Regions from separate parts of the Arachis hypogaea genome. Here region 1 is linked to region 2. The links are chromatin contacts, called in public Hi-C maps. All regions are on one chromosome and are shown on one strand. Each heading gives the region's core, a stretch centred on a gene start, on an enhancer-like site or on the middle of the called end of the contact. The rest is flanking DNA. Distances are from core to core; before and after follow the strand shown.

The links. Hi-C and Micro-C count contacts between places; a contact is called where the count stands out from the background.
Region 1: a contact with region 2 is called in a Hi-C map of leaf, with 2.2 times the contacts expected there. The contact joins the promoter of LOC112784271 here to the promoter of LOC112786481 in region 2. A contact is called at or near these places in 2 of 8 Hi-C or Micro-C datasets (both in leaf).

The regions. Positions count from the first base shown.
Region 1 is chr20:137,638,794-137,644,279 of arahy.Tifrunner.gnm2.J5K5, reverse strand. It overlaps LOC112784271, which reads left to right and starts at 3,744. Exons shown (of 7, transcript XM_072229353.1): 1 at 3,744-3,885; 2 at 4,267-4,642; 3 at 4,735-4,831; 4 at 5,062-5,120; 5 at 5,302-5,396. The coding sequence starts at 4,426. The coding sequence ends at 5,092.
Region 2 is chr20:137,484,819-137,491,131 of arahy.Tifrunner.gnm2.J5K5, reverse strand. LOC112786481 reads left to right here and starts at 2,790. Exons shown (of 18, transcript XM_025829853.3): 1 at 2,790-3,134; 2 at 3,219-3,337; 3 at 3,439-3,484; 4 at 3,782-3,854; 5 at 3,973-4,030; 6 at 5,043-5,138. The coding sequence starts at 3,039.

The DNA.
Region 1 (5,486 bases), core at 2,495-4,994, 150 kb before region 2:
TTTGAACTTCCAAACACTATTTTTTGTTTGTCTAACTAAGCCTATCAAACACTATTGTTACTTAATCCATCAATACTCGTGGGATCGACCCTTACTCACGTAAGGTATTACTTGGTACGACCCGGTGCACTTGCCGGTTAGTTTGTGGGTTATAAATTCCGCACCAGCCAGCACATACAAATGTAATAAAAAAATTAAAAACAACTCTGACTAAGTGAGGCTAAGGGAAGAAATAAAAGGGTTTGGTTGATTTACCTGTGACATCCACAATTGCATAGGCAAGGACAAAGATGTGATTATTGGTATCCTGGGCACACGCAGTCAATATTTGCCTACCGTGTAGGGTCTTAAAAAAAGCCCCATCCAATCCAATCATCGGTCTACACCCAACCTTAAAACCTTTTTTACACGCATCAAGACACACATAAAATCTCTTAAATTGAGGAGGAACCTCTGGCATCGGGATTACACCAACTTGAACTGTAGACCTGGGATTACTTGTCAGCAATTCATTAGCATAGTCCCAGACTAACTCATACTAAGCAATTTCATCCCCCTCTACCACTTTCCTAGCAGCTTTCAATGCTCTAGTGATGTAGATGCTATTCAGATTTACATTACACTTCCTGACAAACCACTCATACACTTCACGATGTCTCATAGTAGGGTGCTTCCTAAGTTTTGGAACAAGTTTGCTCAGTGTGCACTGTTGGGTGGCTGTTCTATTTTTTCACCTTCTAAGATAGATATGGTTTTCAACTAGGGTTTTAATATGCCAGGACCCGTCTTGCTTACTACGTGCACAGTATACTACCCAAGGACAACCCCTAACCTTACACACAACCCTAACCTGAACCTCGTCATTCTTTGTAAATAATATGTTTCTACCCAACTGGATTGTGTAGTCCCTAGTTGCTTGCATAAAATGTTCCTTTGATTTGAATATCATACTAACCTCAAATTTGAGGTCCCCGAACTTTGCCTTGTCATTATACTGAGGATAGACGGTTGGTGATTCCTCATCAGAGTCCAATTCCTGACCTGAGTCCTCTGAGTGCCATGAGTTGAGATCCGAGTCACCATCATCAACATCATTATCTTCTAGGTCTGCCAAATCAAAACCACAATGTAATTAGTCATTTTACCAAAACGAAATCACCAGCACATATCAATTGAGTTAGTCAAGTACCTGAATCATAGTCCATCCTCATCCTCAAAAGCTTTATAGCTCGAATTGTCAGTCTCTATTTCTTTTTCTGCTAATCTGATTTTAGCAGGCTTGTGCTTCTCTTTGACCTCACTTTTTTTGTTCACCCTTGTAGAGTTCACACCATCATCACTGTCACTACTATATTCATCATCTCCTACTACCTTTGGAGGTTTGTAAAGGCTATCCTCAGCACTCTCATAGGAGTCATAAGAGTCACTGTCTTCTTCAACCTCTAATGTCTTCACATGCCTTCCAGCTCTTGTGGTGGTAGTGACCTTGGTCTTTTCTTTGGTCTGAGGTGGAGTAGGGGTAGGCTTGGTAGGCTGACTATAGGGTTTTTTGGGCTGTGATAGAGTCTCAACAGGGTGATGTGACTTTTTGGTGGGCTGAAATGATGGTCTAGTGAGTTTAGATGATGGTCTAGTGGACTTAGATGATGGTCTAGTGGGCTTAGTGGGCTCCTTAGTGGGCTGAAGGGGTTGCTTAGTGGGCTGGGTAGGCAATTTAGTGGACTGAGAAGGCAATTTTGAGGGCTGAGAGGATAATCTGCTACTATCAGCTGAGGCCTTCGTGGATTCAGAGCATGCTTTTGGGTGGGATGGTAACTTGGTGGGTTGAGAGTGATGTTTCCACCAACATTCCCTAGCCTCAGCATATCCCAGTTCCTTATAGTAACCCTTCACAAAGAACACATCAAGTGTGTCACCTTCAACTCCCATTAACACCTCTGTGTGATCCGGCTCATAGTATAGATTTTCACCTTTATCCTTTTTAAACTTCCCACCATGGTGAAATACAAACGTCATAGGAAGACCTTCCATCTACAAAAGCAAAAATCAAATAAATTTAGTCAACAACAAAATATGAAACAACTTCAGCCTAACAACTGCATGTAAACCCCTAATAGCAACCGCTTACAGAACATGTTCTTCCTAATCCGAACCCTAGTCTTACTAAATGGTTCTTAAAACTACGTCAACATAAACCAATGCACACCAACATTGCAAAATCAACAAAAACTGTCAAAAAAAATTAAAAAATCTTACCCTATGGCAGTTACTGTTCCTTCCTCCAACGGCGTAAATTCTCCGCGAACTCCTCCAACTTTCCAATGTTGTAGCGCCAACTCCTCCACAAGTGTCGATACACACAGAAATCATCAAGTACACAACGAGGTTCTAATCAAAGGCAGGTGTCTCAGGGCAGAGAGTCCCAGAGTAGAGTGAAGACGATAGGTTTTGGAGCGAAAGTTGAAGAGGGTTGTTATGAGAGGAGGTGATAGGAAGAACGTTTGAATATCCCACTCTAGACCATAAACGACGTCGTTCCATTGATTTGGGGGTGGAGGATTGACACTACGTCATTTTGGTCTATGCCACGCTGGCACTTAACGTTCTAGCTTAGCAAACGTTAGACACCTCAGCAACTGAGATGACGGAAGGACGAACTCGATCAACGTGAGTAACTTTCGGAGACGCTTTTGATTAATTTTATCTTTCAAGGACGAAAATGGAGAAGGGGTATCTTTCTGGGACAATTTTGACTATTAACTCTATTTTTAACTTAAAGTTTCCGTATCTGTATATATGTGCGGACTACTGAACTCGATCAATTTTGACTATTAACTTGAAGTTAGATGTGGCGGTAGTCCGCACACATATACAGATGCATGAACTTTAAGTTAAAAATAGGAAAATGAAGAACTGAAAATTGTTTATTGAAGAAAACTTGGAGAGGCTTACAAAGGATCTCAAAGCCACTCTCTCTAACTTCTCTCTCTATTCTTTTGTTTTTAAAAATTCTGCCTCAAAATGTTACTAAGGTTTTCTTTTAAAGACCTAGATTTAACTATTTCTACAGTACATGTTAACATAACTGGTACTATTTTTACAATACAAGTTGATACGTTTTTATCTTCATGAATTTACATATAGTTACCTAAAATTACATATAATTATCTAATCCTCTCCTAAATTGATGCCAAAGCAATCATCTTCGTTTTGATTATAGTCACTTGAATATTCTGCCAAATAATGAGGGTCTTGTTTATCTTCTTTTTCTTCTTCGATCATCTGCATGATCTGCTGGAGGTGTTTTGCTAGTGATATTTTGGATTGGGCTCCTGCTAGAGCTGCTGTAGTTTGGACTTTTTGATTGAGAAATACTAACTTTTCTTAGTCAAATGGCTTGACAAACTTAGGGTGTTTGTTGAACCATTTTTTGACTATGTCTGGATGAGTCATGGTTGCATCGAATTGAGACCACAATTTAACATAGACATTCCTTTGAAGCATCGAAAGTATCTTTGGTGCTCCTGCTTGCCGTATCTATATTGCCATGAGAACACCCATGCCAGTGCAAATGTAGAGAAGAATTTGAGATCTGCAGGGACACGTATTTTCTGTTGATCAAACTTTTTGGTGACAACTTTAAACCCTTCGTCGGCAGGTGGGGGTAGAATATCTGGTAATGGGCCAAAATAGTCCCACCACTGAGTAAACCAATTTAAAAAGTGGTAGTTGGTATTTCTTTTGAAGTAGATGAGCCAAAAATGTCTATTTTGGAACCAAATTGCTCTTGTCTAAGCGTCCACATACTCCCAATAAGAATATCCTATCGGTCAAAAAGTTGGAAAATTTTTTTGATATTATTTGGATTTTTTTCAATTGGATAGGGTAAGTACTTTTAATATCAGAATTGTTGAATGAGTTGTGTTGGTGGAGTCTTTGGGATCTTTGTAGTATTTTACCAAGATTGAATCTGAATCCACTAGTATAAATTTATAAAATTGTCTAGTTTTATTTGTGGTTGTTGGTCTAAACTAAAATCCTTGGAAAAAAGCCTTAGAGATTACCTTAAAAGGTGATTTTTCCAAGAATTCTGCTTCCATCAAAATAACAGATAAAAAATTATTTTGAAATGTATGTGAATTGTGGTTTTAATTGGGTATTTGGGGGCTGAGTTTGCTCAATCGATTAGGGTAATTTGGTTTGGATAATTGCTTTTCCTTTTAGATCATTGCAAACGGTTTTTTTACTTGCGACTTGGGTTAAAAGTTTTGCCAGATCTATTTCGTCATCATTTGAGCTGTCATATATACCCGCCTAAGAAGAGAGCTCGAGGAAGGAGACGCCACCTTGCTGCCAGCTCCGTCGAAGACCAGCCTACCGCCGCTGTCGAGTCAAACCCAAGAGAGAGAGAGAGTGTGTGCGACGATGAGAGAGGAGGAGCCGTCACCAAATGCGTCGCCGCAGCTGGAGGAGCTTCGCTCTTCGCCGTCGCCGAGGAGGGGAAAGAGGAGCTGCTCCCGTCGCGCCAGTCACCGTCGTGCTTCCTGGTTGCCGATGAGGGAGCCGCGAGAACCGTTGCCGTCGCGGAGGAGGGGGACGCGCGAGAGGGAGCCGTCAGTGTGGTCGCCGTCGCCGCTGTTGAGTAAATCTTCGATCATCATTTAATCATTTATTTTGAATATTACAATAAATCTGTGCTTTTAATTGTTATTACTCTTTTCCAATTGATTTTAGAAAATCGAAGTTTTGTGGATTTGACAAGGAAGGGAACCGATGGAAGGAGAGAACCGCAGGTACCGTCAAGTTCCCGAAGAACAAGGTTACTAGCAAGGTTTGGCTTCTCATCTGAACAAAATTCATTTGTGCTTCTTTGTTTATGTTGCTTATTCTCCGATTCTTCAGTTCGTAAGTAGTTAGAGAAGTTTAATGATAATTGTTTGAGCCTCATATAATAATGTCGAACGTGGTTCTTTTGCTGTCATTATAGTAGTTAAATCTAAAGGGGTTAATTGGTTCATTTGTGCAGCTAAGTTTTGTTCCTTTTTTTTTTTGTTTATGCAGAACAAGATCATTGCTGAGTGTGGTTCTTTAGCTATAAGCACTCCAAATCATTGAAAAAGGTAATTCATGGATTGCATATTTTTTTCATTTGAAAATCATACTAGAACAATTTAATCTGATATGAGAAGCTGTTAATGCTCCAGCTTGATTTATATTTATAAGAAATTATGAACTGATTGATTGAATAGCTTATCTGCTTTTGCTTTGCTGCTGCTACCTAACTCTGTGTTCCAATCTTAGCCTCAGGTGCCTTCTTCCCGTATTTGCAGAACTTCTCTCAAGAGCGACAAAAGCTTGAGGAGTATCGCATGAACCAGAAATCCACTGATTCAATGGTACCTATATATATGTAACTCTCTTATTAATGCTTTTACTTTCTTTAATTTTCTCCAGCACCGCTTGGTTCATCTGCATTTGACCTAATG
Region 2 (6,313 bases), core at 1,541-4,040:
TAATTTTTTAATATTATTTTTAATTATTTTTTATTAATAATGAAGGGTAATATGGTAAAAAAAATAAAATTGAAGTGGAAAAGGACGATTTTATAACGTTTTGTAACGTTGAGGATGATTTTAATAACAAAAAAAGGTCGGGGACGATTTTGATTTTCACCCCAGACCTTAGGGACGATTTCAGTACTTAACCCAAGACGAACAAGCTTTGGGGCGAGGAGAACTGTGGACTCAAGCGGTGACTCAACCCCTGAGGCGGAGCTTCTTGCCAAGGTGATGCCAACAAAGAGACCTTATGTAGATCTTATGAACCAAATCACGCCTTGATTCCAAAGCGGAGGATGAACCGGAAAGTGGAATTAAACATGATCATGTCGTGGAGGCCATGGGAGCTTGTCTCTTGGTGCTAGAATTCGACGCTTTGAGAGAGAAGATCAGATTGGGGTTTGGATGGGTTGGGTTATGGGTTCGGGTAGGGTTTTGGGCTTAGCCCAAGACCAAAAAAAAAAGGGTGTTGTTACAATAAAAAAGATAAGGATCTAGTAATGATACCTAGGCGACGACAATTTGTGAAATGAGATGAAACACATTGTCTGTTTGTATGAGAAGATGAAGTACTCAAAATCATCAGTGTAATTATTGTTTTTTCAAGTTTGTTTGTTTGTTGTGAACTTCACAGGCAGATTGGTTGTAATTGGAAAAAATGGAAGCGAGTAGCAGTGTCGCCGAGGACGCATGGTTATGGAGTGGTTCGAGAAAAGTTTCTTTGACGGAAGGCGATTTTGCTGATATTGATATGCAGGTATGTGTGATTTTTAACACGTGGACTTCTGCAAGATACATTCGAGATCTATTTGTTGTTTTGTTACTATTAAACAACATCTCGAGTCCTACAAAGGTTTGAGAATAGTGTTATCATGTATTATCTGAAGACATCCTTTATTTTCATAGGAAGGTTATGCATTGCGAAGGTTGTATCTTTAATTATATTCTATTATTATGTATATATATAACACCACACTAACAATAGTTGTAATGTAGAGTTACAACTTTTTGAAGAGCAAATTCTTAATCTAACTCTTTTCAAGATTGAGGACAAATTACAAGTTAATGGTAGATCACTTAAGGAGTATGATCAGATGCTTCTCCCAACTATTGATGCTCTAGAGGGCATAGATGATCCTCTAATAATGGATGAGGTGAACTTTGATTTATCCCTGCTGAAGGAAGAGTTGGAGAATAACTTACACACCATGAATTTGGAGCAGCGTGAAGCATTTGATAAGGTGATTAGTGCTGTAAATGATGATGTTGGAGGCTTTTTTTTGTATATGGATATGGTGGTACTAGAAAGACGTACCTCTACATGACACTGTCAGCTGCTATACGGAGTTGAGGTGAAATTGTTCTAAATGTGACATCCAGTGGGATTGCATCCTTATTACTCCCCAATGGCCGTACGACTCATTCAAAGTTTAAGATACCACTTGATCTAAATGAAGATTGTGTGTTGTATCAAGCAACGTACTTCGTTAGCCAAGCTGGTATGTAAAGCGAAGTTAACATACCTAAAGACATCCTTATTCATGACAATGAAGATGGTTTCAATTCTTTAGTTAATTTTGTGTATCCAAATTTGTTTCTAAATTTAAACAATGGGTCATACTTTAGAGACAGAACAATACTTGCCCCTACACTTGAGATTGTCAACGATGTTAACAAGCACATAATGAAATCTATAATTGGAGAGGAGAAGACCTACCTTAGCTCTGATTCATTGTGCGTAGAGGAAGGTAACATGGAATCTGAATTAGGTACAATTACTCCAAATGTTCTCAATGCTATCAATTGTTCAGACTTGCCGTCTCACCTGTTGACTCTTAAAGAAGGTGTACTAGTAATGTTACTGCGAAACATTGATCAATCAAATGGGTTAGGCAATGGCACAATATTACATGTACATAGATTAGGTAATCATGTTATTGAATGCATCACATTAACAGGAAATAAAACAGATCGAATGGTTTTGATATCACGGATGAACATGATACCCAATCATGCTACTATTCCTTTTATGTTTCAAAGGAGATAATTTCCATTAGTTGTTTTATTTTCTATGACTATTAACAAGTCTCAGGGTCAAACTTTAACAGCTGTGGGATTGTACTTGTCGAAACTTGTTTTTGCCCACGGTCAACTATATATTGCTCTGTGAAGAATAAAATCAAAATTCAGTTTAAGGGTATTAATTGAGAATAATTCATTCAAGACAAAAGCTACAACCATCAATGTTGTTTATAGAGAAGTATTTAAAAACCTCGGTGACCATGTATAATTCTAAAATTTTGTTGAGAATATATAATAGTTACAAATTTTCCGTCGTCTATTATATTAAAAACCTCGGTGACCATGTATAATTCTAAAATTTTGTTGACAATATATAATAGTCACAAATTTTCTGTCGTCTACTATATTATTACAATATATCCTGCTTATTATTTAACAGAGGCACTTTTATCATAAAATATCTATATTTTTTTTTTTTTGAAAATTAGGAGTGAGATTCGAATCTAAAATCTTTAGATAAAAATGAAAATATTATATCGTATAAAATGTCCACGGTTTAATTATGTATATGTATAAAACTTTATTTTCCATGGGGCACTTACGTAGTACTAAATAATATATAGCTTTAATTTGTTTTTGGACCATTATTTTCTTTTGAAAAAAAAAAATCCTCAGTTCTTACGTGGCACCAATAGAAAAAGCGTGGCATTGACGGAAAAACAGCTTCATTATTAAAAAGCTGGTCACTTTGGGCATAGCCCCACCGCGATCCTCGTCGTCGGTAGTCCACTCTTCGCTTCTTCAATCCCTCAGATCCTCTTCTTCCTTCTCATTATTTCAATATTACGCTTTTGCCACAATTCGGGGTTTTATTTTCTCTCTTTTATTCTATCTATCTCCTACACAAGAAACAAGGGCGGATGGTTATTATTTGAAAAGAAAAGAGGAAAAATTGAAAAGAGGCGAAGGCAATGAAGGCAGGGAGTGCTGCCAAGTTAATCGTTGATGCTCTTCTCCAGCGCTTCCTCCCTCTCGCACGACGTCGTATTGAAACCGCCCAAGCCCAGGTAAGTCTTTTAAGATCCTCACCATCTTCGAATTGACCTAAGCATCTCGTTTTTATTTATTTATTTTTTGCGGGTCTACCGTAGGATGGGCAGTACCTGCGACCATCTGATCCCGCCTATGAGCAAGTCCTCGATTCACTCGCCATGGTTGCGCGCCACACCCCGATGCCTCTATTGGAAGCTCTTTTGAGATGGAGAGAGGGGTTTGTTTTAGTGTCTCTGCACTATGGTTCTACTTTGTTTTCCTGAAATAACTCTAGTAAAAGAAAATTGCTTTTCTTTTTCTTTTTTTTTTTTATTGTAGTGAATCTCCAAAGGGTACGAATGATGCATCTACATTCCAAAGAAAGGTTTGTTACTCTTATCTGTTTGTTACTTGCTCTTTAGTTCTCTTTTGGCTCCGTGTTCAGATGCATGAATGCATACCCTGGAAGAGGTTTTTAAATTGGGTTTGTTCGGAAACTAGGCTTTATGTGTTTATCGCAATATTCTACCTAGAAATGTAGGTAGGTTATATATATATATATTTCATGAATTAAAATTGGTGAAATTCCTATTTTGGCTTCTGAGTTCTTTGTTTCGTTTAGAAAACCTCTGCCGATTGATTCTAAGATTTAATTAATGCATTTTTTTTGGTTTAAATTCAGCTTGCGGTTGAATGCATATTTTGCTCAGCGTGCATTCGCTTCGTGGAGTGTTGTCCGCAAGAAGGGCTTACTGGTTTGTTCATTTTTAACAATACCGTTGGCCTGTTGTGTTATTTTTGTTTCATGCTATGTGCATTTGTTGTTCGACGAGTATTGGCCTTATTATAGCCCTCACTTATTCTTCACTACAGAGAAGCTGTGGTCTGGTCTTGAAAGTTTTGCTTTTGACTGGCTGATAAATGCGGACAGGTAACACTGTAGTTGATAGATGATAGTAATAGGAGCCTTTTCACATGCTACAACATAACTAAAGAAGGAAAGAACTTTAAATGATAGAATTTCAATTATAGCTTGCTAACAACATGCCATTGTTTGGAGAATTTGGTTGGAGTCTAATTCCTTTATCTTCAATGATATTTTTCAGACAAGCAATTTTTCTTGGGGTAGGGATATATGCTTAGTCTACATATTGGGTAAAACCGTAAACGTTGTCGTGTTTTTGCTCTCGTATGGAGAGCTCTTCATCTTAATATCTTCTATTTCCAAAAAAAAAAAAGAAAGGTTAAACATAGTTAGACCCAGAGTAATAACATTATATAGGCATAATATCCTCGTGGAGTCTGTAAGTATGTAATAGTTATGTGATAGGACCCCAAATATTAGTATTGTTAGTAATTTACATTCCAAGTAATTTTGTCCAATATGAGAGTATTTTACTGTTATGCACCTATTAGGAAGAGTAGAAAGTGGACTGGTGTCAAAGGGGACTTAATTGTAATTAAGTGTATAGGTTGGGATGAGTTTTGTAATTGACAGGAGAGAGAATGTTCATTTGGAGGGAAGGTGGATTGTTATATAGGGAAGGGGAGGGACATTGACCGGGATATCTCAGAATTATAATTGGAACATGGGAGAGCAGCTGGGTCTCTTTAATACCTGGCTACTTTTATTCTCTTGATGAGTAATACAAACAGGGATGTTTTGATTTCTTGTTCATCTGATACTAAGTTTCTGTCATTATGTAATACTCAAGCAACTATGTCCTCCCATTTGATTTTTAAGATACTCCACTAGTCAAGATTGTAGTTGTTTTCAATTTAATATTTTGATTAACCCAAGGGACAGAAGATAAATTGAAAGTATTATTGTCCTCATTTGGACTTGACTATGTTATACCAGAAGCACAATATAAATATTTATGATTATTCTTTTATATTCTGATATGGAGATTTGGTTTGAACTTAATAATCTCTTATTGCAGGGTTGTTAGCCAGGTTGAATATCCATCGTTGGTTGATTTAAGGGGGCTTCTTCTGGACTTAGTTGCTCAATTCTTAGGTGCTTTATCCCGCATCAGGTATCTGATTTATTGCTGAACTACTGTTGAAACATGCTCAGCATGATAAGAAATGTCTGACCATCAAGAAAGATTGTTTTAAGAAATGTTTAAAAATTATTAAGTTAAAGAGTTACTCGTAGTGCTTATTTCGTAGATGATGGTAGAAGCTTATCTTTGGTGGTTTGGAAACCTGAAGAGGCTATAAGGAGAGTGGAGCAGATGAAGGCATAATTCAATAGCTAGAGGCAGAGCTAAACCTGGAAAAACCATAAGTTGGTGGTGGAACTATTAATAGAGATTTAGATGTTAATGTTTTAGATAACGATAGATATTTGGTAGAGTATTTCGGTGTTGTCTAATCCGTGTGGCTGATTTGATGTTGTAGGACAAGATTAAGTTATTGTTGGACATGTATAGATGTGTGCTTGACAAGTGGTGTGCACATCTTAAGCTATGTACCTGTGTTTGGTGTATGTTGAGCACAAAGACACACACTTAGGTTGCCATGTCTTTGCTTTGTAGGTTTTGATTCTTGATAAACATAAACTACTGGTTTTAGGAAGGAATTCAATCTTGAGTAAATTGTAGCATCTACACTTGGTGAACTTTGTATCCTATGTCACTGTTCTCATCTTTGTGGGTTTCTGTGACTTCTTAGTTGATGAATCTATAGCATTTGTGGTTTAAGCAATGGTATTATATATTCTGATAAAAGCAATAAGGTTACTGGTACACTTAGATGTTCTGTTGAGACTTGAATCCCCATCTGATGGTGCATGTTTTAGTTCTCATCCTAGAGCTAGCTCATCTTGTTAGGAAAATGACTTTGGATGCTTATGAGTTTACTTTCCTACTTTCTTTTGAGGGTATACTTCTAACTAGGTCTTTCATACTCCCCCTCATTTTGTATTTGGATTTGTATTATTCTTTTACTACCTGCCATCATTTGTCTGCTTAGTTCCAGCAGGGCAGGGACTAAAGAAAAGGACCTTTGTGAGTTGTGTGTGTGTGTGTATTTTATTTTATTTTATTTTTAAAAAATGATTATTGACTAATTAGAAAGAACTTATGTCAGTTCTCCATTTCAGATGTAACTTTCATGTTTTAACCCTGAAAAATAAAGCTTTGTAATTTTTCATGGTTACTAATTTTTCTGCATGTGTCTCTTAGATTTAATGTTTGAGGGTTTTCTT